Regions from separate parts of the Mus musculus genome. Here all the other regions are linked to region 3. The links are chromatin contacts, called in public Hi-C, HiCAR-type, Micro-C and promoter capture Hi-C maps. All regions are on one chromosome and are shown on one strand. Each heading gives the region's core, a stretch centred on a gene start, on an enhancer-like site or on the middle of the called end of the contact. The rest is flanking DNA. Distances are from core to core; before and after follow the strand shown.

The links. Promoter capture Hi-C pulls out the DNA fragments that hold promoters and counts their contacts. Hi-C and Micro-C count contacts between places; a contact is called where the count stands out from the background. HiCAR-type assays count read pairs that join an accessible place to other places. Capture Hi-C pulls out chosen DNA fragments and counts their contacts.
Region 1: a Hi-C map of pro-B cells shows a contact between it and region 3, with 4 times the contacts expected there. The contact joins the enhancer-like site here to the promoter of Klhl42 in region 3.
Region 2: a promoter capture Hi-C map of liver shows a contact between it and region 3, with 2.9 times the contacts expected there. The contact joins the promoter of Rassf8 here to the promoter of Klhl42 in region 3. A contact is called at or near these places in 1 of 39 promoter capture datasets (liver) and 2 of 9 other capture datasets (adipose tissue and liver).
Region 4: a contact with region 3 is called in a HiCAR-type map of astrocytes, with 5 times the contacts expected there. The contact joins the promoter of 3010003L21Rik here to the promoter of Klhl42 in region 3. A contact is called at or near these places in 8 of 39 promoter capture datasets (the 3T3-L1 cell line, 3T3-L1-derived adipocytes, the C10 cell line and 4 more), 1 of 484 Hi-C or Micro-C datasets (CD8 T cells), 7 of 115 datasets of contacts at active chromatin or transcription factors (astrocytes, embryonic stem cells, forebrain and 4 more) and 1 of 9 other capture datasets (adipose tissue).
Region 5: a contact with region 3 is called in a Micro-C map of embryonic stem cells, with 6 times the contacts expected there. The contact joins the promoter of Bhlhe41 here to the promoter of Klhl42 in region 3.
Region 6: a contact with region 3 is called in a promoter capture Hi-C map of pre-B cells, with 2.6 times the contacts expected there. The contact joins the promoter of Lrmp here to the promoter of Klhl42 in region 3.
Region 7: a contact with region 3 is called in a promoter capture Hi-C map of pre-B cells, with 5 times the contacts expected there. The contact joins the promoter of Casc1 here to the promoter of Klhl42 in region 3. A contact is called at or near these places in 2 of 39 promoter capture datasets (neutrophils and pre-B cells).

What each region holds. Positions count from the first base shown.
Region 1 is chr6:145,844,435-145,848,028 of GRCm38.p6, forward strand. No RefSeq gene overlaps it. Among named protein-coding and RNA genes, the nearest start is that of Gm38927, 3.8 kb to the left of the region's middle. Within about 2 kb of position 1,392, at least 34 of the 459 cell types and tissues checked have an H3K27ac peak or open chromatin away from gene starts, as enhancers often do. A contact at or near this core is called in pro-B cells, where this site is marked.
Region 2 is chr6:145,744,630-145,748,081 of GRCm38.p6, forward strand. It overlaps Rassf8 (Ras association (RalGDS/AF-6) domain family (N-terminal) member 8), which reads left to right and starts at 2,158. Exons shown (of 5, transcript NM_027760.3): 1 at 2,158-2,337. Gm15704 (a long non-coding RNA gene) reads right to left here. Exons shown (of 4, transcript XR_869590.3): 1 at 2,399-3,452; 2 at 1,191-1,405; 3 at 820-1,008.
Region 3 is chr6:147,089,792-147,093,346 of GRCm38.p6, forward strand. Klhl42 (kelch-like 42) reads left to right here and starts at 1,284. Exons shown (of 3, transcript NM_001081237.1): 1 at 1,284-2,576. The coding sequence starts at 1,741.
Region 4 is chr6:148,943,594-148,947,455 of GRCm38.p6, forward strand. 3010003L21Rik (RIKEN cDNA 3010003L21 gene) reads left to right here and starts at 1,264. Exons shown (of 2, transcript NR_144294.1): 1 at 1,264-2,827; 2 at 3,344-3,536. Sinhcaf (SIN3-HDAC complex associated factor) reads right to left here and starts at 2,877. Exons shown (of 6, transcript NM_019643.4): 1 at 2,699-2,877. RefSeq lists an enhancer at 3,040-3,074 and a cis regulatory region at 3,055-3,061.
Region 5 is chr6:145,863,868-145,867,251 of GRCm38.p6, forward strand. It overlaps Bhlhe41 (basic helix-loop-helix family, member e41), which reads right to left and starts at 1,553. Exons shown (of 5, transcript NM_024469.2): 1 at 1,339-1,553; 2 at 1,130-1,193; 3 at 709-816; 4 at 264-375. The coding sequence starts at 1,400.
Region 6 is chr6:145,119,614-145,123,275 of GRCm38.p6, forward strand. It overlaps Lrmp (lymphoid-restricted membrane protein), which reads left to right and starts at 2,156. Exons shown (of 19, transcript NM_008511.4): 1 at 2,156-2,493.
Region 7 is chr6:145,208,987-145,212,657 of GRCm38.p6, forward strand. It overlaps Casc1 (cancer susceptibility candidate 1), which reads right to left and starts at 1,984. Exons shown (of 16, transcript NM_177222.4): 1 at 1,821-1,984. The coding sequence starts at 1,823. Etfrf1 (electron transfer flavoprotein regulatory factor 1) reads left to right here and starts at 2,161. Exons shown (of 3, transcript NM_133688.3): 1 at 2,161-2,266.

The sequences.
Region 1 (3,594 bases), core at 142-2,641, 1.2 Mb before region 3:
ATTTTTTCAGGCACTTCTGTGCCATTCGGTATTACTCAGGTGAGAATTCTTTGTTCAGCTCTGAGCCCCATTTTTAAATGGGGTTATTTGATTTTCTGGAGTCCACCTTCTTGAGTTCTTTATATATATTGGATATTAGTCCCCTATCTGATTTAGGATAGGTAAAGATCCTTTCCCAATCTGTTGGTGGTCTTTTTGTCTTATTGACGGTGTCTTTTGCCTTGCAGAAGCTTTGTAACTTTATGAGGTCCCATTTATCGATTCTCGATCTTACAGCACAACTCTTAACTTTCAGGAGGGAATCCCTCAAAAGGTTGTTTAAGTTTGTTTTGCTTTTTGTTTTTAGCAATTTGCATAAACCTAGCCAGATCAAGGAAGAGGGAACCTTAAATGAAAAAATACTTCCATCAGATTACCTATAGGCATGCCTGTAAGGCATTTTTTTAAATTTATTATTAGTTTGGGAGAGCCCAATGCACTGTGGGGAGAGAGAGAGAGAGAGAGAGAGAGAGAGAGAGAGAGAGAGGTAGTATTACTATTTCTGTTAAAGTTTTGACTGAGTCTTTGGAAGTGAGTTGATAACCATTGACCCATTGACCCCAAATACATTAATATCCCATAACACACCCATAACAAGTTGATCAACTTCAGGAAATTTAACATTAACATCAATTCTGTGTCAGAGTACCTGGTGGTAGCCTCCTTTCCTTGACTGAAAGCTAAACAAACTATTTAAGGCACGTGTCATGACACACGGGAGAAAAAAAGCAAGGCTGTAACATGTTCTCAAGGTCCTGGACCCCAAAGAGGTGAACCTGACAGACCTGGCTCTCTGCTGAGTAGACTTTCACGACTGCTTTGTGGCCACCCAGGAGGACGAGACCCAGGGTGCAGCAAGAAAGGGTCCTTCCAAGACATAGCTATGTCAGTCCACACTGATTCCTCTAGTGCTGTCCCACTGCCTCCAGGTTTCCCCTCACCCATCCCTTGTTGAAACCTCCTTTTAGAAATTCAGTTTGAGAGCAGGCTAGCCCATCTGTTTTCAGCTTGAGAGCAGGCTAGCCCATCCATTTTCAGGGCTGAGACACCTGACTGATGGGAAGTTTATCAACTGTGGGCTGTGAGACGGAGGACAGAGAGAGGAGGACCAACACTTTGTATCTAGGAGAGAAGCACAGGAGGAACTCTGCTAATAACAGGGTGGGTGAGCAAGTGCCCCAACCACAAACAGAAACACACAGTGCAGACAGTAGCCCCATGCACCCTGGTCATTGGACAGTTTCAACAACATCTGCAGTTATGTATTTTTAGATGGACTCATGAAGCTGGAGATTCAGTTCAGTGGCTAGCACCGTGCACGCACGCACAAGGCTCTGGCTTCATCCCCCAGCACCACTGAAACCAGGTGTGGTTGTGCAAGCCTCTAACCCCAGCCCTAGAGGAGAGCAGCAAGCCTGAAGACTTCCTTAGCTACGGAGGGAGGGAGGGAGGCTGGAAGCTAGCCAAGGCTACACGAGATTATCTTTATAAATAGAATCAACAATTAACCTTTAAAACAGCTTCTTCTTTCCTGAATCCATTTTTTGTGGTCCCCCACCCCCCACCCCCATACAGAGATTCTCTGTTGACTGCATTCAGGAAACATTAGACAAGATCTAGAGACCTTGAGCGCCCACCAAGGCTCAGATAGATTCTCTGAGGGTGGAAGCTATGTGACATCATTAAAGAAAAAAGCCCTACAAAAACTCTGATTACAAATGACCTTGGTCTCCAGGACCTCTGAGGGGTCTTGGCTCAGGGCCTGTGGGCTGAGCTGGGAACTGAGAACTGGGTTGGGGACTAGGTGCTGGGACTGAGCATTGGGCCCTGGGCCCTGGGAGATGGCTGCTGAGTGCTGGGGAGCATTAGGCACTGGGGGCTGGGAGATGGCTGGTGGGGAATGGAGAACACTGGGCACTGGATACTGGGGAGCACTATGAGATGAGCCTGGGGAGCATTGGGAGATGGAAGCTGGGGAGCACTGAGAAATGAGGCTGGGGAGCACTAGGAGATGGGTATCAGGAAGTACTGGGTACTGAGGCTGGGGGCTGGGGAGCACTGGAGCTAAGAGCTGGGGGTGCAGTAAAAAGTCACAACAAAGCCCCAAGAAGCAGCTGGAATTATAAAGGACTCTAGTATTCTCTTCTTTTCCCTCCCTCCATCCTCCCTTCCTCTCTTTCTTCCTTCCTCTTTTTTCCCTGTCCCTTTCTTCCTCCCTCCCTCTGTCCCTCCCCTCCTTTTTTCTGTGTATCGTACTGCAAATTTACAGTGGGCCTAGCACATCCTACAAACCACACAGGCTCTGGACCACTGGCCCACATTTCCAGACCTCTTGGTACCCAGGCTGGCCTTAAACTCTTGGATAGTCCAGGCAAAGTCTTCCCATGACTGCCACTGCCCCAGCCTCTAGAGTAGCTGGGACTACCAGGCTGTGCCTCTGGGCTGGCTTGCTTCAGGGACTTCCCGGTTTGAGAATGCTCACTGAACCAAATTTCTAACTGTTGGGAATTTTTCTGAACTGCATCTGAGTTTTCTGTCCCTGAGAATGCTGTAGACTGGTGCTGCTTAAGCTTTTCTAGGCACCGAAATCATCCGTCCAGGTGCAGGCGGTGACTCAACAGGTTTCACAATTAATGAAATGCTGCACTTCTTTGCTGCTCATAAGACACCAGAGCAGCTGGTTCTCAGACCACACTCCCGGCTCTCACCTCACCTGTCTCCCCCAACAGATACAGCTGAGGCAGAATCGGAGCAGCCTGAAGGGCACAGATGCCTCTCTTCTGGGGTAACTTCCTCCTTATTCCTAGACACCCACAACGTTCTCTTCTTAGCTTCAAAATTTAGATCTTGTTAAGTTACAAGTTCATGAGGAAGGGCGATGGTTGTTACCTCTAGGGCATCATGACCTAGAACCTAGAGTCTCAGTGAGAGACTGTCTGGGTCAGGTTGGCTTGAGGGCGTGTCTGTAAGGTACCGTCTTGATTGTAGGGGTGTGGGGTGTGGTGGAGACTGCCTGCTGCATGTGAGTTTGTTCCCTAGTATGAACAAAGAATTGAACAACTGGGAAAGACAGAAGAGCAAGCAGCAGCCACAGGCAAAGGGAAAATAAGTCTGCTAAATAGAAGCTGGTGTTGGTGTTTCATAGGGCCCCTCTCTCCTCCTCCCTAGATGCCTGTCTCCATGCCTTTCAACCATTTCTCTTTGAAATGTTTTCTGAACAGAAGCTGCCATTTTGGGGAATCTACTTTTGCTTTCCTGGTTTACCTCCGTCCCTCTGGTTCTTTCTCCTTCATTGATTGCCTTACCTGCTAAGGGAAGATGTGGCAGCCATGCTTGACTCTGTGCCCTGGACTGCAGAGAAAGAGCACGGTAGCTGAGCACTAGGCATGCGCATTGGTTCCTGCTCCTCTTGACGGAGGATGAGCTGGAACTAGCTGTTTCAAGTGCCACCGTGACTTCTTTGAAAGAAGGGTGAGCTAACAGAACTTTTTCTCCCCTGGGTTGCTTTCGTCAGGAAGCAACAGAAACGAAAGTAGAATCGGATGTCTGTTAGAT
Region 2 (3,452 bases), core at 908-3,407, 1.3 Mb before region 3:
TAAGTTAACTTGTTAACTTGTTTATAGTTAAAAAAAATAAAAAGAATAGGTCAAGACTGGCAAATTCTGCAAAAGGCACAAACTGGGCATTAAGATTTTCCACTGGCTTTGGCAATCAGGCAGGCGGCTGATCCTGTTCAGTGGTTGAGTAGAGGACTGACAGGGGGAGGAGATGTTAGAGCTAGTCTACCTCAAGGCCAGAAAACCCCTTTGAGAAGATCCTATTAGGGTTACAGGAGGACTCCCCTGAAATCCTATTTCCTTGGATTGTGCCTTTGACTCCCAGAGAAAGCCTTTCACCAAATTCTTCAAATGTTGCTTCCTTGCATTTAAGTCTTAGCTAGCATTCTCTTTTTTGTTTCTACTTACTGGTGAAGGAGCTAGTGAGCTGGGGAGAAACTACAGGTTAAAACCGGAGGAAACAAATGTCTAAACAAGAAAGTCTCTCGAACAGAAGTGAGAAACTGGAAGTCCTTTTTCATATCCTTATTTTGATGATAAGAAGCAAGTGCCTAGGCAATAAAGGGAACATTTTACAACTGGAATGCATTCTAGCCTCTCTCCCACTGTATGCCACACCATCTCTTTCCAAATTAATAACTACTACTGAGCTTCGGGCATGTGTGAGCATTTCTAGCCCAAAGACTGAATTTTGTCCACTTCAGGCACTGCATGACAGAAAAATAGTGAAACAACATATGAATTTGCACTTCCAGGTCAATGTTCCGATGTCCTTTGCTGATTAAAAGCTATTTTTAAAGGTGTGTGGGTGCATTTTTTGAATCTGAGCCCAGTTCTTTCTAAACTTTTGTTACTCACCTCTGATTCATTTGCCTTTTTTCCCCTCGTTGTCTGTTGCCTCTATCATGGCCTGCTGCTCAGGGAGGTGGGGGTGCTGTTGCTGAATCACAGCTACTCAGGAAAAGCAATCCAAACTATGCCTTGGAGAATGCTCGACTTAGACTTCTTTCTCTTTTTTGACAGTCCCATTCTGTAGCCCAGGATGCCCTGGAACCAAAGAATGTAGCCCAGGCTGTTCTTGAATTTCTGGCAAAATTCCTGCCTCTCTCTCTCTCTCTCTCTCTCTCTCTCTCTCTCTCTCTCTCTCTGTGTGTGTGTGTGTGTGTAATAATATATGATTCACTCTTTGAGGTCTGATACTGCTTGTTGCTAGGGTAACATATACTGACCTCGAACTTGTGACAATCCTCTTTCCAGTGATCCCAACTCTTTTAAAACCTTTGTTACATTCGATTCATTCACTTCATTTTTTTTTTTTTTTAATCTCTCCTCACTTGCAACGGTCATCACTGGTTGCTGCGGTGGACATCAATTCACAGTTATTCTACAGGAAAAGCCATTCAAACCAGTCCTTGGAAAGGCTGGGCCGTTTCTCCCTTCTTTCCTGTCAGCAGACGCAGAGCGGTCAGCTGCAAGGTCTCACTGGCCTGGCGACCCCAAGCCTGCGAGCGACTGGAGGAAATGTTTAACCTCAGCCAGGCTCCGGCCCACCGGCCTCAGCGCCTCCCACAAAGCCGCACCGCGCTGTCCCGAACCTTGTCTGCAGGCGGGGCCGCCGCTGTAACCCGAGCTGGTGAGGGGTATAACACTGCTCCTCTCTCCAGCGCCGCGACCAGAAAAGGGGCGGAGCCTCTGGCTCTTGGCCCTCCTCCCTGGCCCTCGGCCCGCCCCCCTCTCAGCCCTGCATCCAGCTCTCTCCAGCTCTGCACCCTGCTCTCCCTTGCCCACCTGCAATCACGGCCCTCGGCCCCGCCTCCTCGGCCCTCCGCCCCTCCCTCCCTGGCCCTTGGCTCCGCCTCCTAGGCCTCCGCTCCGCCCTCCCGGGCCGTTCGCCCTGCCTCTTTGGCCCTCCGCCCCTCCCTCCCTGGCCCTTGGCCCCGCCTCCTCGGCCTCCGCCCCACCCGCCCAGGCCCTCCGCCCCGCCTCCTCGGCCCCCCACCACACTTCCCAGACCTCGTCCTCCCTGCCCCGGCGCGGCCTCCCCGGCTGGCTCGCTCTCGCGGCGGCCCTCATCCCGCCCCTGTGCGGGGCTCCGCGGCCCTATCGGTCCCGCCCTCCTTCCTCCGCCCTTCCTCCTCTGCGCCGCTGCGCACCGCCCTCCCTGCCGGGCCAGGCCGGCGTGCGCCCTCCCCGCGCGTCTCTCTGCCGGCTCAGCCCTCCGCGCGCCGCCCTGCGGCCCGGCCTCCTCAGCCCCGGCCCGCCGCTCGCCCTCCGCCGCCGCCGGCCGCGGCCGTCTCAGCCGCCGCCTCAGCCTGGGCGGGCCGGGCCTCCGCCGAGGGCCGTGCACCGGGACTACGAGGACGGGCTGCGAGCGCAGTAAGTACAACTTTCCCGGCCCGCGCCCCCCGCGGCGCCGCTGTCACCCTCGCGCCCTCACCTCGCCTCCCGAAAGTTGGCCCTGCCCGGGGTCGCCTCCTTCCCGGTGTCCTTGGCGAGCGACTTTAGAGGCCACTTTTGTGGGCGAGGGGAATGCGCGGTCGGCCCTCTCCCTCTCCAGATGGAAATCGGATGCTCGCCTGGAGGGAGAGCTTCCCCTCTGGAAAAGGAAAAGTGGCGGTTGGAAGGCTTCTGCATTTTGTCTGAACCGTAGCCGCCCTGCCTCCCCGGTGGCCAGCCCCTCCGGGGAAGCGAGTCGCCCAGAGGCGGCTTGCAAAGTTGGCTGCGTCCTGCACCCTGGAAACTTGCAGAGGGCAATCATAGGAGGCTCAACTTTAAGGGTCGGGGGCTTGGCGTGCGAGGCCGCTGCGGCCCGGTGGTGGGCGGCGGAGACCAGCTAGGGGCTGGGTTGCTCATTTCAGCATCGCCGAGCTGCCCGGGGTTGCGGAACCACTACTTTCCCAGCATCGAACAGCATCAAGGGCTCAAGCCCTTGGATCCTAGGTAGGGTTTAATCGCAGTCAGTTCTGGTCCTAATCTTTGGAGGCACAGAAGGAAATATGCAGGACACGTTTCCTAGCCTACTCCAGCTTGTCAGGTCAGCTCTGCCAACACATCAAAGCCTTGCGTTAAGGAGAAAAAAAAAAAAAATCCCTCCAACCCGCTGACAGCAGGGACGAACACTTAGATACCTAACTGTAGATTGGTGCTCAGCCATTTTTCATGAGACACGTTTTGTCCCAGGGAAGTATATTAAATATGTGGTGATCTCTGCGTTTCTGCCCAGTTTTGGGATGTGTATGTGTGTGTGTGTGTGTGTGTGTATGTGTATGTGTGTGGGGGTGTAGGTAGTTTTTCTTTCTTCTTTAAAAGTCTTTAATCTGTGGTTGCCAGGGGTTGTGATCGTACCTTGGAGGCACAGAAAACCGGCACCTTTCCTGTTTTGTTTTTTAAACCCAAAAACCTGTTCTTTGCTGGAGGCAATCGGGAATGTCAGCCCACTGCAGGGTGGGGGTGGGGGTGGGGTGCTGATAAACCCAGGAATCAGGGCTCCG
Region 3 (3,555 bases), core at 34-2,533:
GAAGCCTTGATACTACTATAGCTTAAATACTTTGTAACAAAGAAGTTTATATGTATTTGTCTTTATGCCCAGCTTTTTAGAACACTGTGTGGTTTACTGAAGTTATTGGATCTTTTAAGATGCCCCATCGTATGGCCAGGGGTTAAAATCTTGCAGGAGCGGTGCCCAGTATTGTCAGGTACCACTTCAGATTGCAGTCCAGCTGACCTCACTGTGGTAATGTGACCAGGGTTGAATTGCCTCTCTAATGAGAATCATTCTCAAAGGTTGGCTTTCTGGTTTGTTTTAAAAGGCAAGAGAATACCAGTTGGTCTGGAAACAAAAGCTTCCATTGGTAAAGATTCTAAAGAGCCAGAGACTAAGAGCCTGTTCTTCTGGTGACTCACTGAATCCTGCCTTGCTGATGGAGGCGCAGACAGATCCAGGTCCAGCCTTTTTTAAGTCAGCCCTCCCAGAAGCCCCCAGCCTGATGTCTAATGGTAGCTGTGGCATTTTGCCTTGCTGTAGAATCTACTAAATCCTTGGCCCCTCACCTGAAACCCTCCTCATACCCCAAACACTGAGAGTGACAGATGGGGAACGGAAGCCTGCCAGGAATGATTGCAGGCCTGTCAATCACGGGGCTGTGTTCCAAGTTTCTCAGAGTATCCAAGAAAGTAAGGCATAGCAAGCCTCAGGTCCATGTGTTGTGTCTCTTTCCCATGGGAAGGCCGGATCCTGCTAGAATGTTTTCTGTACTTCATAGTTCCTTACCTTTGTGTGTATTCTGCAGAATATAATGGCCGACAGCCCTCTCTCTGTGAAGCAGCCGACGGACACAGTAATGCTGGGGAATGCAAGGCAGGGCACCATGGGTACCAGGGCAGACACTATCGCTTCATTACAGCCTTTGGGATCCAGCCTTCTAACCAAGCGTCCCGCCAGGGAACATAGGAAAATGTTCTTTCCTAACAGCTATGATGGGATGGTGGTGGTGGGGTAGATAGGGATGAGAGCGGGCAAGTGCTACCCAGAGGGGACAGCTCTGACGCATCTTCATCTCCGCATCCCCATCTCCGCATCCTCTCCACCCACCTGCCCTTTTTGCTGCTCAGAGACTCTGCTGTCTTGGTGCTGGGGTTTGAACCATGCCACTGCCTGCCTTCCTATCTGTCTGTCTTGTCCATGGAGTTAATAACTCTTCTAATAAATTGCTTAGCCCTAGTAATCCGTTAGTCCACTCTGGAACCACCCCGCGGATCTAAAACCTCGCAGTACTGACTGGCCCAGGAAAACTCACACAGGGACTGTGGGGCTGCGGGAAACACCAGAAGATCAAGTACGGTGACTTGTGCGTAGGGGGCGAGCACCGCGAACCGACGCGTTTGTTTGTTTCCTAACAACACCGTGCTGGAGAAATGCACAGTGGTTAAGAGTGCACACTCCTGCTGCGGAGGACAGGAGCTCCGTTTCCGCGTAGGGCAGCTCACAACCGCCCTTACCTCAGGCTGCAGGGTGATCTGCCGCCTTTGGCTTCCTGGCACCTGCATTGTAGCGGAGGAACCCACATAGACACATGGATTAAAGATCAGAGAGGCCGTTTACTCGGAGGGCGTGTGACGCACCGGCGGGGCTGAGCCCGGGGCCCGCGGCCCGCGGCGGCGGAAGGAAGGAAGCGAGAGCGCAGGCCGGGCTCGGCGGAGGCTGTGCGCCCGGGGGAGGAGCCTGAGCGGCCGAGCGGCGGGGCGCAGCGGCCCAGCCATGTCGGCCGAGGAGATGGTGCAGATCCGCCTGGAAGACCGCTGCTACCCGGTGAGCAAGAGCAAGCTGATCGAACAGAGCGACTACTTCCGCGCGCTCTACCGCTCCGGCATGCGCGAGGCCGTGCGGCCCGAGGTGGGCCCGGAGGTGCAGCAGCTGCGCGGCCTGAGCGCTCCGGGCCTGCGGCTGGTGCTGGACTTCATCAACGCGGGCGGCGCGCGCGAGGGCTGGGGCCTGAGCGAGGACGAGCTGGCCGAGGCTAGTGTGCTGTCCGAGATGGTGGAGGCCGCGTCCTTTCTGCAGGTCACGGCGCTTCTGCGCTTGCTGCTGTCGCACGTGCGTCTGGGCAACTGCCTGGAGCTGTACCGCCTGGCGCAGGTGTACGGACTGCCCGACCTGCAGGACGCCTGCCTGCGCTTCATGGTGCTGCGCTTCCACCAGGTGCTGTGTCAGCCGCAATTCCCGCTACTGTTGTCGCCGCCGCAGGCCCCCGGGGACTGCAGCCTGAAGCAGAGGCTGAGGGAGGCCCGCATGCGCGGGACCCCGGTCCTGGTGGCCCTGGGGGACTTCCTCGGGGGACCCCTTGCCCCGCACCCGTATCAGGGGGAACCCCCGTCCATGCTTAGGTACGAGGAGACCACGGAGCGCTGGTTCCCCCTGGCCAACAACCTGCCCCCCGACCTGGTGAACGTCAGGGGCTACGGCTCAGCCATTTTGGACAACTACCTCTTCATCGTGGGTGGTTACAGGATCACCAGCCAGGAGATCTCTGCCGCACACTCCTACAATCCCATCACCAACGAGTGGCTGCAGGTGGCCTCCATGAACCAGAAGCGGTAAGTGCAAAGGGGGTGTCTGCACCCTTCATTCATTGCCCTGGTGTTTGCTGGCCAGAGGCGATGGCATCTTGCTTAGTGCTGCTGGCCTGTCGCCTCTGGCGGAGTTCCCAGGGAGCCCAGGGCTTGCTAGGAAGAAGACGAGTACTGTGTCAGCTAGCCTAGTGGTCTTCTTTCAGGTGCAGGCCCCAGGTAAGAATGGTTTCTCTGCCTTAGACCGGCTTGCAGAGAAGGCTATTGGGAAAGATAACGGTTGTTTTTCCTTCGCTTTTCTTTAACTTGTCTGACCCGAATTACGGAGACACTAGCAGTAACTTGTAATTCTGGCTTCAGAAATTTTTGTTGTTGCTGACAGTGACTTTGGATCCTTCTCACTTGGGTAGGAGAGCGTGCATCCCCTCTCCCTAGGATGGTGTAAGGGATTTGCCAGAGAGGATTCTCTTCTCTTTTCATCCTCACTTTTGTTTCTTATTTCCTTCTAAGACGGCAATCATCTTTGACCCAAAACTTGAGCCTGGAGCGGTCAGCTACAGAATGGGCGTACCCTTGTCTCTCCAAGTCTGTTGTCTATCTGGGATGCCTCAGACTCCCCGGTCTGGATGCCTGAGTCCCTTGTGGGTAGCTTTAGCATGTACATATAAACCCTACATATACACCTATGCATATATACATTAGCGCATATATATATATATATATATATATATATATATATATATATATATATATATATATATATATACCCTCCTGCATATGTTCAGATGGTTTTCCTTTATCTTGGTATGTTCCTCAGGCTGGTCTTGAACTCCTAGGCATGAGGGTCTGCCATCCTCTGCCTTCCAGCCTTCAGAGAGCTGGGACTAAAGGTGTACAGTACAGTATTGGCTTTCTACAATAAATAATCTGTAACTTATAACTTCAAATGTAAGGCATCTACCATGTCAGTGGTTGAAGGAATGACAAAAACCAACTCGTACTGTTC
Region 4 (3,862 bases), core at 14-2,513, 1.9 Mb after region 3:
GTCTACTTAAAAACAAAACAATGTTTGCAAAGTACCTCATGTTATTTTCACATGTCCCTGGAGTCACCCAAAGGAAAGCCAAGGTTGTAATATCCAAGGTTTTTAATTTTCTTGACACACTCTCTATTCACTTCAAAAATTATTATTTCCCAGTCAAGGCCACATCTAGATGAAAACAAGCTAACTGAAACACAGGATTAATTGTGAAAGTCGCAACAGATATGGTGTTGCTGGGCTGGATGTCTAGACTGCAAGCAAACCCCAAATACCAAAGAAGCATCCATGTGTCAAACGAGCATAATTTTTGAGCTATGCCTGGAGCCACATACCAAAAAGTTAGCTTGAAAAAAGTGTAAGAGGGTAAGTAGAAGGTCAGTCCCAGTTCCCAGGAATTGTGAAACTAGCAAGGGCTCCCTACACTGGCAACTTCTCCCAGCATCCTTTATCTCGGAAAGGCCCTACTCCCCAGATGCAGCAGTTCTCAAGGTTATCTAAGATTTATCTGAGTCCTGCATACTTTAAGGTCAAAACACAAAACATCCTCAGAATACTTTAAATGCATTTATGCTTTGCGGGGACTCAAAAAACGAACCCCAGACTTTCGCGTTCAGTTTTGCAGCACAAAAACCATTAAAATGATTTTCAAGTCTGACAAACTTCAGTTCAAAAGCAGATGTTTTCCGGACACTGCTAGAAACAAGTTTTACGTCCACCTCTCACTAAAAAAGTTGCCGGATCCTTCTTTAGAAAGCATTAAGAGAAGACCAAGAGCCTACTTGAAACGAACTCCTAACATGGAGGGGGAGGGGGGACACGGTGCACGTCTGGCTCGTAGTCATTCTTCACCTGCAATAAGGAAAGGTGAGAAGAAAAATAACAAGAGGCGGACTGGGGTGCTGGTTACCAGAACTGCTCCGTCTTAAAAGCCGCCCAACCCAACCTGCCCTGCGCCTCGCCGGTCGCCCCACGTGTAAACACACAAAGGCTGCACGCACCCCCAGTTCCTCAGTCTCCACTTCCAAGAGGGGCAAGAGCCGGCGCCCCGAAACTTCCCCGCGTGTAGTCGGAGGTCCTGGGTAGGGCGCGGAGCTCCACTCCTGGAGGGAGCCCAGCGCTCCGGGGTCCCCGGGCACCACGCGCCATCCGCCGCCCTCACCTGCGCTGGAACAACGGCCCGCGCCCCGCCGGCGCCGCCCGAAGGCCGCGCCTCTGCTCCCGGGCCGCTCCGCACGCTCGGCCTGACGTAATTCAAACATGGCAACAGTTCCACTTCAAAGGCGGATGCACGGACCTCCCAGACGCGGCCTCCCGTGCCTCGGAGCCCCGGCCACGCGTGCGTCCCGCCGAGCAGCGCTCCGTCGCTCCGCATGGGTGACCCGCAGGCCGAGGCGCCCCCACGGACACAGCCTCGCTGAGCCGCCGCTGAAGTTTCCGAGAGGACCTAAGGGACAAAAGCCGCCCCGCGCCCCGCCCGGCCCGCGCCGCTCGGGCACACGCGGCCCTTTGTTGTCCGGCGGCATCGGCGACGTCGGGGCGACCCGGACCCGCGCCCGGGGACCCACGCGAGCTCGGGTATCCTGAGCCACTGGTCCCTGGGGCCAAACTTTTGCGGAGTCCCGGATGAGAAACGCCCAGAGGTCCCCGCCGCCGTGCATATGCTGCGAGTTGGCGACTTTCGCTGTGCTTTGGAAACTGGCAAGACGCCATCACCAGGAAATCACATTGTCCTGCTCCCGACAGCCCCGACGGCGACCGCAGCCCGCGGCTCACTCCGAGCTGGACACTGAGATGTAGCACGGTCGCGGCCCTAAGCACGTGGCTTGTCAGGTGAAGCACACACAACAAAAAGGGAAAAAAAAAAAAAAAAAAAGAGTTGGGTGCCTCAAGCAGCGGACCGCGCCGCCGCCTTCATCCGCACTGTTTGGTGCCGCGGGCCACGGCCACCCCTCCCGTGTCGCCCGCACCCACGCTACAGGTGACCAGACGGACAGCGAACTTTGGGCTGCAGAGACCACTCGGCACCGGCCGAGTGCAAAGACCGCGTGCTGCGCGCTCATTGTCGCAGCCGCGTCCCTGCGGACTTCTCCAACAACGCCACGCCGCGTGCGTCGCGCCATCCCGGCGCTGGCCCTCACCAGCTGCCTTCAGCCTGTGTGGCCGCCGGCTCCAGGAACTGGCAAGTTAGTTTCCGAGCTCCGGCTTTGTTGTTCACCCGCGTGCAAACACCGTCGCGAGCGCCGGGGTAGCGCAACACGCGGGTGCACGCGGAGCCCAAGCCCCTGGCCAGAGCAGAGCCCACACGGGATCTGCGACCCCGACCCTGCTCTCCGGGTCTGCAGGAAACACTACGACCTAGAAAAGTCATTGTCACTTTCAGCGTGGATGCAAGTCCGCCGCAGCTCGTTCGTTTCCACGCTGCACTCACTTTCCCCACACCCTGACTTTCGGTTTACCTCAAATATCCTCCTCAATTAAGAAGCGCATCTCCAACGCCTCTGTACAAAAGAATCTGGAGTCCGGAGAGCACGAGGGCAGCGCTCCCCGCAATGCCATCTCCAAGACAAAACTTCCTGTGTGTTTGTGTATGGGAAGGACGGAGGAGGCGGGGGAGGTAAAGGGAGGAAAGAAAAAAAAAAAATCACAGAAAACAAAACCTCGGAGACAGTTTTGCACCGATGTCCGGACTAGAATCACTCACCTTCCACGCGCAGCAGCGTCCCCACGGTGCAAACTGCACCAGGCCAACCTCCTGCAAGCACTCCCTCCGCCAGCGCCGAGTCCAGAAAGATTGTCTCCAGCAGTTCTTCAGTTGCTACCGCGAACGGAGGTATAGATTCCGCTTTCCCTCTGCGCAGGCGCGGCTCCCGGGACCAAATTCTCTTGAATCGAGCTGATTTGCATACGGGCGCGTGCGCGCCGCGGGCTGGGCGGGGAGAGGGCAGGGCGTCCGCGCGCGTTCCCGCGGCCTCTATTGTCCTTTTAAGGGGAGAAGCGGCGAGGCGCGGGAAACGCGGCGGCCCGCGGGGACGGGGGCGGGTCCTGCCTACTCCGCAACGTCACGTAAACAAACGCCCTCCCCAGCCCCCGGGGGAAAAGGAGGCGACGCGGGGGCGTGGCAGGACGCGAAAGGTGTAAAGGTGAGCGTTGTCCTCACCGAATGGCACCCCTTAGGAAGCTACTGAGCTTGGAAAGTTCTGGAAGCTGCTTTTGCAGCATTCGCGCACCTATGCCCAGTTTCTGGCTTGAGGTGGCAGAGAAAGTTGTCGTGGAACCACTCAGTTTGTACTTGTTCCTGCCTTTCCTAAACTCTGTTTGAAGGTGAGCTTTACATTTTGTCTTTCAGGGCCTGCCTGGCTTGTGAGACTGCTCAACTGGTACTTTCAAGTCTGATCACCTGAAGGCAATAACCAACTTCTGCAAATTCGCCCCGCGCACCACATGCACACACAAATTAAAATTTCAATTCTCCAACAGAGTTTTCGTTCTTTGGGGCTTTGATGATAAATTGTTTAATAAAGTCGCATTTTGAAATGGTCCATTCAGTAATTCCGTCTTGTCCCTCTCAAACATGACCCAACCCATAACTGAGTGGTTTTGCTTTGCTCACTTGAACTGAAGTTTTCAAGCCTCTGCGAATTTCATGGTGGTAATTACCGTGGGAATGGTGCCACTTTCTGAAAACACACAAATCCTCCAGCCGTGAAGAGCTCCTCTGCCCAGAAAAACCACTTGTGAGGGGAGAAAGTGGAAGCAAAATACACACTATTCCTTGTGGAATATACGATAATCGAACATCAAAATGTTTCTAAAGAAAACCTAAAAGGGAGGTGATTGTAGAAGAAAGGGAGTAATCTAGAGAAAA
Region 5 (3,384 bases), core at 303-2,802, 1.2 Mb before region 3:
CTGCCGAGAGAGGAGGGGGTGGCGCGGTGAGGCGCTCTCTTCCTGGCTGAAAAACCCAACTGAAGAGGTGCAGCCGCCACTTTAAATAAAAACGGGGCTCCTCCAGCTCTGCGGGAAGCCTTTGGGATGCTCTGGGTACTTGCCACCAAAGGGAAAGAGGCGACGTTCACCAGGAGAGGACGCAGCGGGGGAGTCCTAGCGTTGCGCCCCCAGCGTTACCCCCTTTTGTATCAGGGCAGGCTGGCTTCCTCAGACCCACTTACCATTCTGTAAAGCAATTATCTTCTGATGCTGCTGCTCAGTTAAGGCTGTTAGCGCTTTCAAGTGCTTTAAAGTTAATTCCAAGACTACTGCTTTCTCCAAATGCCCCAGTGTCTGCAGTGGTGCGACAAAGGGGGACAGGGGTTACTTTAAAACACGCATTTTTATTTCCACGCAGCCCAGCAACTTAAGACAGGCACACACACACACACACACACACACACACACCACTGGGAAGGAAGCGCTGCTCAGCTCCCCACAGTCAGGTCGTCAATGATCTCTGCCATTAGCCCGGAGCCCCTGTTCTGAGTCTCTGGGAAACTCTTAGTTACAGCACAAGTTAGAAGGCAGGCCTCTTAATATTTACATTTATTATCCTATCTCTGGGAATTTTATCAGGTAAATACACCCCGGAGTCCATCAGGAGAATGAAAATGTGCATCTTACTGTCAATTTCAGATGTTCGGGCAGTAAATCTTTCAGCTGAGCAATGCATTCATTAATTCGGTCTCGTCTCTTCTTTTCTATTAATCTGTGCGGTAACTTGTAGGTATCCTTCATACACGAGCCAGAGAAAAGATACAGCAGTGAGCTAAACATTCATTCACTTACTGGATAGAACCCTCCCACCCCAACCCCCAAACACACTATGTAATGAACTAATGCCCAGAACTCTCTCCTCTAGACTTCTAAAATGCAATTTAAATTCAGGTGCGGTGTTGAATATCCCCCGGAGTATCCAGCAAGCCACTTAAAATTCACAGTTAGGAAAGCTCAGGGCTGGAATATATTTGCGGGCAGAGTTTCCTTGCGAAATCAATGGCCCTAATTAACTATCCAGGCAGGTTATGGGAAACTTAAGACTTACCTTGGTATCGTCTCGCTTCAAGCTCCTTTTGGGTTTACACATATACAAAGAGGAATAGTCCAGTCTGCAAAAACAGAAATCAGCATCAGGCCCCCATTCCGGGAGGGGCTCTGCCCTCACCCGCTCCATATCACTTTGTGCAGGGGATTAAAAAAAAAAAAGCCAAACCGACGCCTAGACAGATATTCGCAACGGTGCGTACACCTTACCCTATAAAATCCCTATGTTCCAGTAACTGTCTCTCTTGCAAATGAGGGATTCCTTCGTCCATGTTCAATGGCTGTCCGTTTCGATTTGGAGGTTTCTGTCCTGTAATCTGTGGGACGGTCGCCTGGAGAGATTTTGGGGGGATGTGTGCGTCTCCAGGCTGTCTCGCTCTCCCTCTTCAGTGCAGTATTGAAAGTGTGAAGCAGTTGGCCGCCCCTCCGCCCCGTGCTCGCTCGCTCGCCCTCTCGCACACCCGCGCGCGCACACCCGCGCGCACACACGCACTGCGCTGGTAGTTTGCTCTCACTCCGGGCAGTGTTTGGCCACAGGGCACGCGCGTCGCCGGCCAGACCAGCACCCAGCTCACGTGCGGAACGTACCATCCGCGGTCCAGCCCGGAGGGGGGCGGGGAGGAGGGGCCGGGAGGGGGCGGGGACACCTGATTGGGGCCACCTGGAAGGAGCGGCCACCCGGCGAGCCGTTCGTCTTCCCCGAGGCGCTGCAGGGCGCGGGGGCGGGGCGGGACGAGGGGCTCCCCCGGCTCGTCCAGCATCTCGGTGCAGAACCGAGGACGTGGCCTTTGGCTTTCCCACCAATTGCTGTTGGTTTGGGCCAGAGAAAGAACGCGAATTCGTGGTGGCTAAACTTGAGCGGGGAAGGAAAATTCGGAGATTTTGCTCATTGTTTACTGGCCAGGGGTGAAAGAAGGGTCGGGTAGAAAGACACCCTTTAGGTCAGGCTGGAGACCTACCCTGAAAAGGGGGTGACTTGCAATTTGCTTCCCGGATTTAAGATCAGTGAAAATGTAGACACTGATTCAGAATGTCGCATACCAAGTGGTTCTGGCAACAGTGTCCCCGGGCCACCTAAACTTCCCGCAGCAGCCGGAATTGCGGTGACACTAATCACACAGAGGCAGATGACGTTTGGGGCCTCGGGTGCTCCCGGGGGAGAGCAGGGAGGGGGAAGGGTGGCACAGGGCAGGAGGCACGCAAGGACTGTTGCGGGAAAGCCACGCAGTCCGGGTCCTGCCCGCCCCAGCCTGCGAGACACTGTGCTGCCTCCCGTCTCCCTCGTGCGATAAGCCACGCCGAGAGTGTGGCGAGCCCACGTTTACTACTGGCACCTCCGCGGCCTCCCTCCTTAATCCTGTCTCCAGCGGGTACCAGCACAGGGCCGGCAACGTGATGCGACCTGCGGCGGCTGCCACATCAGCGCGCAGGGATGCCGTGCGCGCGCCCCGTGTCCTCGGGAGCTCGGTCCACACAGCTGGGGACAGCCGTCCCCAGGTGCTCAGTGTCCCCACAACTCAAGCTAAATAAGAATCTGAATTCCATCCCCGTGGGCAGGGAGACCCCAGGTTGCTCCTACACTAATTTCTCAGAATTGACAATCACGTTCACTCTCGGACATTCGCTATCGCCAGCGGCACGAGAACCGAGAAGGAACCTGGGCCCCAAATGCACGCGCACTGGAGCGCAGCAGGGCCAGGGCAGCGGCGCTTGGGTTCCGGGGACGGATCTGGGTCGCGGGCCAGGGCGGCTGGAGCGGGTCACGTGCCGGGAGCCTCCTCCCCGCCTAGCCGCGCGGCGCTGGAGCCCAAGTCCTGGGCGGAGCTGCCGGGATGAGTTCCTTTCCAGCACCCTCCCTGGTTCCTCGAGTAGGACGACAGGGCTTGTTTTGCAGCAGGCGATTAATTAATGATAACAGTGAAAGTGATTTTTTTTAAATGCAGATTTGGATTTTTATTCTAAGCCCTTACTCCCTCTCTTGTCTCTAAGTGGTTATCTTTCTGATTCTGAGGCAAGTTAGAGCTCTCAACAGTTTATTAGTACAGTAAAGCATCCTGGCTTCCTCCAGTTCTTAACTGGCCAGGTTAGGTAGCAGCAGGCTAAGGTGAATAAAATAAAAAATAGCAGCAATAACAGCCCTCTGTCTACTGGATTTCTGAAAGTTCGTGGTCTCCAAACATACTTTAGGGTCAATCCCCCTTTTAAAATTATGGGATAGGAATATATAAGCCTGGGTCACTGCATCTTGGCCTTGTC
Region 6 (3,662 bases), core at 906-3,405, 2.0 Mb before region 3:
CTGCATGACACAGTACCTGTTATTAACAATACCATATCCTACATTTAACCGTACTGTACACACTGTACCTAACAGTACTGTATACACTCTGACATTGGCAACACCATACATGATGTAGTTAACAATACCATACACACAAACAGTACGAGCATAGAACTGGGCTGTAGACAGTTTGGCTGGCAGCAATGCCAGCTTAGCATGCTCAAAGCCCTGGGTTCAAGTCCAGTCTTTGTACTGAATAAATTAGACTTAGTGGTTGTCTCAGCAAATAGTTAAAATTCTGCTTTATACTCCTGGTAGGTTCGCGTTAGCTTTTTGCTCACGTTGGTTTATTTTTAATATACCTTACCTAGATAAATGGCACTTAAACTGCCCCGAAGCTAGCATACACTCCCTTCTGATATTCCTGAGTTAACACTTACTAAATATATATTTTATCTTTGCTGTCCAAGACCCTTCTGGGCAGCCCTTCTGGGGCTGCTTTCCCCCTCGTACCTACATTTCAGCCTGCTCTCCCCCCTGCTCCTTCCTGGCATAGTCTGTCCTATGCCCTTCTCATGGTGGGATCCCTTCTTCCTCCTCCTCTCTTACTCTGGAATTCTAAAAGTCCCGCCTCTGTCTCCTTGCCCAGTCATTGGCCACTGGCAACTTTATTTTCCAATCAGAGCCAGCTGGGGGTAGGCTTCCTTTAGCCTACATGCAGGACACTGCAAACAGGTTTTTGGGTAACATAAATTAGCATGAGAGCACAAGCTGCTCTAGGTGGTGGATGTGTGTAATTCCAACTCTAGGGAGGTAGAGGAAGGAGGACCAGAAGTTCTCAGCTACATAGAAAATTAGAGACCAGCCTGGGGTATATGAGATCCTATCTCAAAAGAGCATTACCTCTTTTAGTAAGAACTATAAATATTTAAGAGTGTAGATTTCAATATACATTGTTCATATTGTTTTAGCGCCATTACAGAGCATAAGCGACTGTAGGCGGTCGCGCAAGCAGCTTTGGGGAATGCCTCTATATACAAAACGATGCTGAAAGGGCCGTGGTCCTTCTTGCTTCTGATGTTATAAGCAGTGCTGTTTTATGCAGGCACACAGTTAGGCTTTAACTGCAAGGAGCCTGGGACTGATGGCTGTCTTCCCTCTACCCCCCCCCCCCACTTTGATCCTAATTCAAAATGGGTGGGCCCAGTGGGTTAAGGTTTGTACTCAAGCAGTTCCTGGTAACCACTGAGTCATCAGTACGCCACAGATTAGTCTTGCTGGCTAGCGGAGAGTGGGAGCCAAATGAGAAGTGCTAAAGGCTCAAGGACATTTGTGGTGGGAGATAAGAGGTAGAGAATGACCTCTGAGTTCACAGTGGGAATATCCAGTGAGTTTCCAGCTGTGTTGGGGGAGATACTTCCGGTACTAAAGCTCTGCCCGTTTCCTATGATTGACAGTCCAAAGGAGAAAGGTTAACGAAACAAAGACGCATTTCCCTCCGCACCCACTTTCCTCTAAATAGCTCGTGTTGGTGTGTAAAAACTAAACTTGTCACCCTGCTCCCAATGTAGAACATCCTACTTGTGTGCCGCAGGTGTCACAGCGAGCTCGTGGGGAGCCAGTCATGCCACGTGCTCATCCGAAACAGCCCGAGGAAGCTGTGGAGTTGATTGTGAGCTCTGGGGTTGCTTTACTCAAGAGCCTGTATTTCTAAATGCTTTCATTTTTTCAGGTCCTCTCTAAAGAAGTTTGAGTTCCTCACAGTTTCTCAGAGTGACTTGTGACTGAAGTGTCACTGAAAGCTCAGGGTGTTTCTGTCGTTCCCTCCACACACCCCCTCCCCCCCTTTCTTTTTTTAAAATTTCGACTTCATTCAGAAACCATTAGACATTGCTAAGCGGCTGCAAGATGTGCCCACTAGGAAGAAGGTCCATAGCCAGAGAGCACATAGAGCCAGGGGTCCGGAGGCCTTGGCAATATGAAACTCAGGGATATCACCTCAGATGTCCTTAAAATGTGAAGCAAAAATGGAGGAGGGGGAAAAAAGGAACTATTCAATTGTCCCAGGAGGCTGGCCTTTAGCCTGCGCAGAGGAAGTGCAGGGCGCAAGGGTGCAGGGGTGCAGGGGTGCAGAGGAGGCGGTGTTAACAGCCTTCTGGTGAAAGAGGGGAGTACAGAAAGCTTAAGTTGCTTCTAGGGACTCTCTGGGTGGAAGGATCTGGGCCTGCTGCGCCCGCCCGTGCAAACAGAATTGCAGAAGTTGAGCCTACGCTTATCATTTCCCTGAGAAGAAAAGCATATTTCCAGTTTCCTGTGCCTAAGAACAAGCATCCAGCGCCCTTCCCGCGGCTCAAACCCAGGCTGACCTGTGCATATGGGTCAGGGGGATCAGGATGGGGCCTGCGCATGAGGCAAGCCTCTGCTACAAGAACTAGAGGAAGCGATTCCAGAAGGAGATCACAGTCCCCAGCACTACTCAGACTCAGGAGCTGAAGACCAGGGGCGTTCAGTGTAAGTAGCTCATTCTACTCTGGTTCATGTCGCCCAGGATGAGGAGGAAGAGCCTCTGCCGCTTTCCTGGATCCCAGCTGCTGGGTTAGCCAGTGGAAGGGTTAGCTAGCATCGCTCGCTCTCGCTCCCGGGATCTCAGCCTCTGGCCAGGGCCATAGACCCCTCCCCTGCTCCCCGCACCCCAGGCTGTTGCTAGATTTGTCTATGGCTATCTTTCCGTTTAAAATGAAACAGAGCTGGGGCTTACTTAGCTCAGAGGCAACTTACCCTTGTGTGCAAGAGTGTGTATCAATATTAAACACATGTAAACTTGCTTTAAAATTTTTAATGTGTTCTTAATATAAATGTGTGTGTGTATGTATGGATATATATGCACACTTTAGTTTTGTTTTTGAGACAGGGTCTCACTGTGTAGTTCTGACTGACCTAAAACTCTCTGTAGACTATGCTCACCTCAAACTCACAGAGATCTACCTGCTTCTGCCTCCAGAGTGCTGGGGTTAAACTGTGTGCGTTCCTCTGCTCAAATATACTTTACCTTTGAAACGGGTATTTAGAATTTTGTGTGCCAGCCAAAGGCCTATTATGAGCATTTACCAAGAATAATGTGAGAAGACAAGTGTCAAATTACAAATGTCAGGCTATTTATAAACCTGCTTTATTCTACAAAGATGAAATGGAAATTGTAAAGCTTGCGTGCCTCGCCGTTTACCGGACAGCTGCTTTTGTTCAGTGAACTTCTTAATTTAGTGGGACAGATTTTTTTTTTCCAGACATAAGAGTTCATTTATCTCGTGACCCAAATGGTGCTTGGTCTGGGTTTATTGTGAATTTCTGTACCTTTTTCACTGTTGGCCTGAGGAAGTGGCTGAGGCGTTTAAGGAATTGCTTCCTTTTAGAATAGCAACATTGTTCAATATTTTATTGTTACTGTCTTGGTTTGTACAGCTCACTGGTTTTCAATGTTTCAGAAAGCAATAAAAACTGTTCTTTAAATCAGGGAGGGTACAGTGTTGTCATTGCTCAGGAGGCTTTGGAGAAGGGTCTCTTGTGAGAAGAGCTACCCTGTGGAGGCACCGATAAGCAGCTGCGCCCAGTTTGGTGCTTCAGAGCCCATGCTCAGAGCACTAACCCACCGGCCACTTACATCTGTCTTTTGATGAAATTGA
Region 7 (3,671 bases), core at 734-3,233, 1.9 Mb before region 3:
TCAATACTGATTTACAAGTACAGGTATTTCCCGTGATGCTATTCGTAAACTCCTGAGAAGGCCTGTGTGCCCATCAGCTCTCTGGTAAAGAACCTGTAAGAGGCCGTCTGAGTGTAAATTACACAGTTTACATATCTGAAGAGCTGCACATAGGAAGGGCTGGTTCGAGCCATGGGAACATCATTCTAAAATGCCAGTGCCAAATTTGGCACACAGTAAATGAGATTTAGACGACATCTTCCTGCAAGGTGCACACATTTCAGAAATTCTCTCCATAAATATTCATCAGGGAGAGAGCAACGAGGGAGGCTTTGCTCTCATGTGATTTTTACAAATAATTTTTATCCTGGCTGTAGTATTCCCTGACACATTGTTAACATATTTCCATCTTGAAACAAATACTGTATGGTAGGCTATGTAAATATCCTCCTCAAAGAGCATATCCTAAAGATGATGGGCACATTTTTATCCCTCACTAGTATTTCTAACATGAAACAGGTGTGGGGAAAGTCCTATCTTTATCCTTCACATAAACATAAGAGCCATCAGTAGTAAAACTTTTCAACGTTCAAGTGGCAAAGGACTTCCTGACAAGCTTTTTGAGAAATTTGTCCTCTTGGACTTACAGTATAGTTGCTTCCCTTCCTGAATTGTATACTTCCTTAGATTGTGGGGTTGAATTATGCATTTTCAAATTCATATACTAAAATCTTAACTTCTTGTGTGTTAGCGTTTGACCTGCTTATGAAAAGGGTCTGTAATTATTTCACCCAATTAAGAAGAGCTGATACTGGAACTGGACAGGCCTCTGGCTCAATATGGCTGGTACAGGTTACAAAGAGGAATCTTGGATACAGACCCTCATGAAGAAAATAAGCATCGTATGAAAAAAATGAGTTTACACTGCTACACACTAAAGAACTATTTAGAAGTAGAAGAGAGATCTGAATAAATCCCTGCCCCCATGCTGACACCCTGACCCCAGATGTTCAGTCTCCAGAATGGTGAGGTAAGCAGTTTCTACTGTTTAAGCAAACATGTTTATGGTACTTTGTTTCCTGGAAGCCCCATGATACAGTTAGGTTTGAAGCTGCAACCTCCTGGAATCTACATTTTAAATATTCCCCCAAATGGCTTGGAAGTCTTTGAGAAACAGTGCTATGTAGATAGGAAAAAGAAATTAAATCCACCTTTCGATGTAGCAAATACGTGCTTGTTCTTGTAATTTGCCAGCAGTCTTAACTTGGCTGATGACCCATTGGGGGTCTTGCCAGGGGAGGCCTTCACTACCCATTTCTTCCCACCACTTACAGAAAATACATACTTATATCTTAAAAGAGACTGAAAAGCACCAATCTTTTCTTCTCTCCTACCCTTAATAGCTTGATTACTCCGCTTTAGATACACCAGCTGTTACCTTGGTAAAGCTTGTGTCTGATATTCTGCTTAACTGACAGAGCCGGAGGGCTGTAATATTCTCCTTTGTGTGTCTCTGGCTTCCAGCCAGCAAACACAAATAATGCACTCTGAATCTCCCCTCAACGAGTGTGATAATTGATGATCTCTTGATGGAGAATGGGAAACAACACACGAAATTTGCTCCATATTGTTCTGCGTTGGAATGAAAACTTTTCTGACAAGGCAGTCAGAGCCAAAGTGGGAATGTACATCACCGGAAGCTAGTAAAGTTTAGTCACTGCAAAGATCTGGATCTCGCCACCTCTGGATCGCACTGCCCCTGTCTGCCTGCCCTCCCTCGACAGCGCTGAAGTGGAATCCGCACTTGCCCCTTTCCTGTCTCCCTCACTTTCCTGGCTTACCATGACAGAAGCAGGAACTTTGCTTAGGGATAAGTGAACTCTGCAGAGCAGGAACGCTCACGGTTGTCAAGACGACAGGCCACGCCCACTCACAACTCCCAGTGTTTTGCGAAGGACAACCTGCGCAATCGCACTGTAGTCTTCCGGTGAGTACTGCCCAAGTCGTAGACTGGTTACACAAGCCACACTTCCCACATAAGGTACGCCCACATCGCGGCTTTTACCTAATCCCGCCCATTTCCGCCTGATGCCCCGCCCCAGCAAAGAAAGCGGCCTCGAGTCCCATACACTGCTGCCTGTAGTCCCGCCCTGAGCCCACCCCCGCCTCTCAGCTCCGCCCACTTCCGGCAGACGGTCGGAGCATTTACGGCCGTGGTGCCGCAAAGCGCTGGAGTGAGGCGGTCTGAGCAAGCTGTCGTCTGGACCCCAGACCTGCTGGTGGTGAAGTATGCCTTAGGCGAGGGCTTCCGGGCGTGGGGAGAGCTGCGTCTCACACTGAAACGCAGGCTGACCTGGAACTCGCGGGCATCCCTCAGCTTCCTCCTGAGAGCTGGGGTTATAGCCGAGGCCCGCCACGGCCAGCCTTGTAAAAAGGTTTCTTCCTCGCTTCTTTTGCGTCTGGACGAGCCCTTCCCGGGGGATCTGGGGAATGGCGCCAGCTCACGACTAGGTGAAGCCATAGGTTCCGGGCGGGTCCCCCAGGGAGTCATCTGGCCACAAAGGCGAGCTCCAAGAGGGTCGCTACCTTGATATTAAAGTAGTACAGATTCTTCACTGATCGTGGGAGTTTAGTTTCTATGCAAAGCATTCGCCCTTCTCAAGAGCTGCTCACACACTAGTTTAACGTGACTTCTAAGAACCAGTAAGCCATTGTTGTCCCAAGGTCACGGAGCGCTGTACTGTTGTGGCAGCCTGCAGAATTTCAGCCCTTCTCCATAAGAAAAGGCACTTGAGACGTAGAGGAATGGAGACAGTTCTTTAACCCAACCCCAGCTTACGGCCCGTCTAACCCAAGATAGAGTACTAATGCTCTGTCCCTTACATAAACTAAATGTTCTGTTCAGTAGGACTGACAGCTAGTTTTTGTGGGTTAAGGTCATTGGTTGCACAACACTTAAGACCTTACTGCCCTCCGAACCTTGGTAATGAGATAAAAACTTAACACCTACTGCATATAAATTCAAATTTGTTTTATCTTAGCTGTTGAGGTATGGAAGGTAGCCTTTGTTTTGAATTATTCAACAAAGCAACTACTAGTGTTTAGTGACAGAAAACCTCAGACTAAACTAGGAAGTGGTGTGGAAGTACAGTAATTAACATGGTGACTCAGGAGAAATGGCCTTACTCAAAATCACTGTGTCATTATCAACTTCTCTCCTAAGAGGAAAACTAATAGTAGAGATGTGTTAGATCCCATGGTTCAAGACTCTGTGCATGCTTTTTTGAGTTTTGATGTCCTCTAGTCCCTGGGCAGGATTTGTGAGTAATAAGAGGGCTGCTTTCTGGCATCTCTTCATCTTGACACGGGTTGTACTAGCCCCTCTCTCCTGTCATGTACCTGTACCATCTAAAGGCGTATGGTCGCACAACCTCTGGTATGGGGAAATCTGACAGGACAGTTTTCCAGTACAGTCTGAAGGAATACTGAGTCTAGTTCACTAGACCACTGAAACAATACACTGCCGTCTCCATTTCCTTCAGCTTTTTTTTTTTTTTTTTTGGTCACTTGAACATCATGGGGCAGAATAACATCATTGGGCATCAAGCCCCTATTAGAAATAATAGTGTCCTACTAAAATGACAACGCCATCATTCCTTTACTCAAAGTCCCCAGGGAGAAAGGACTTACAG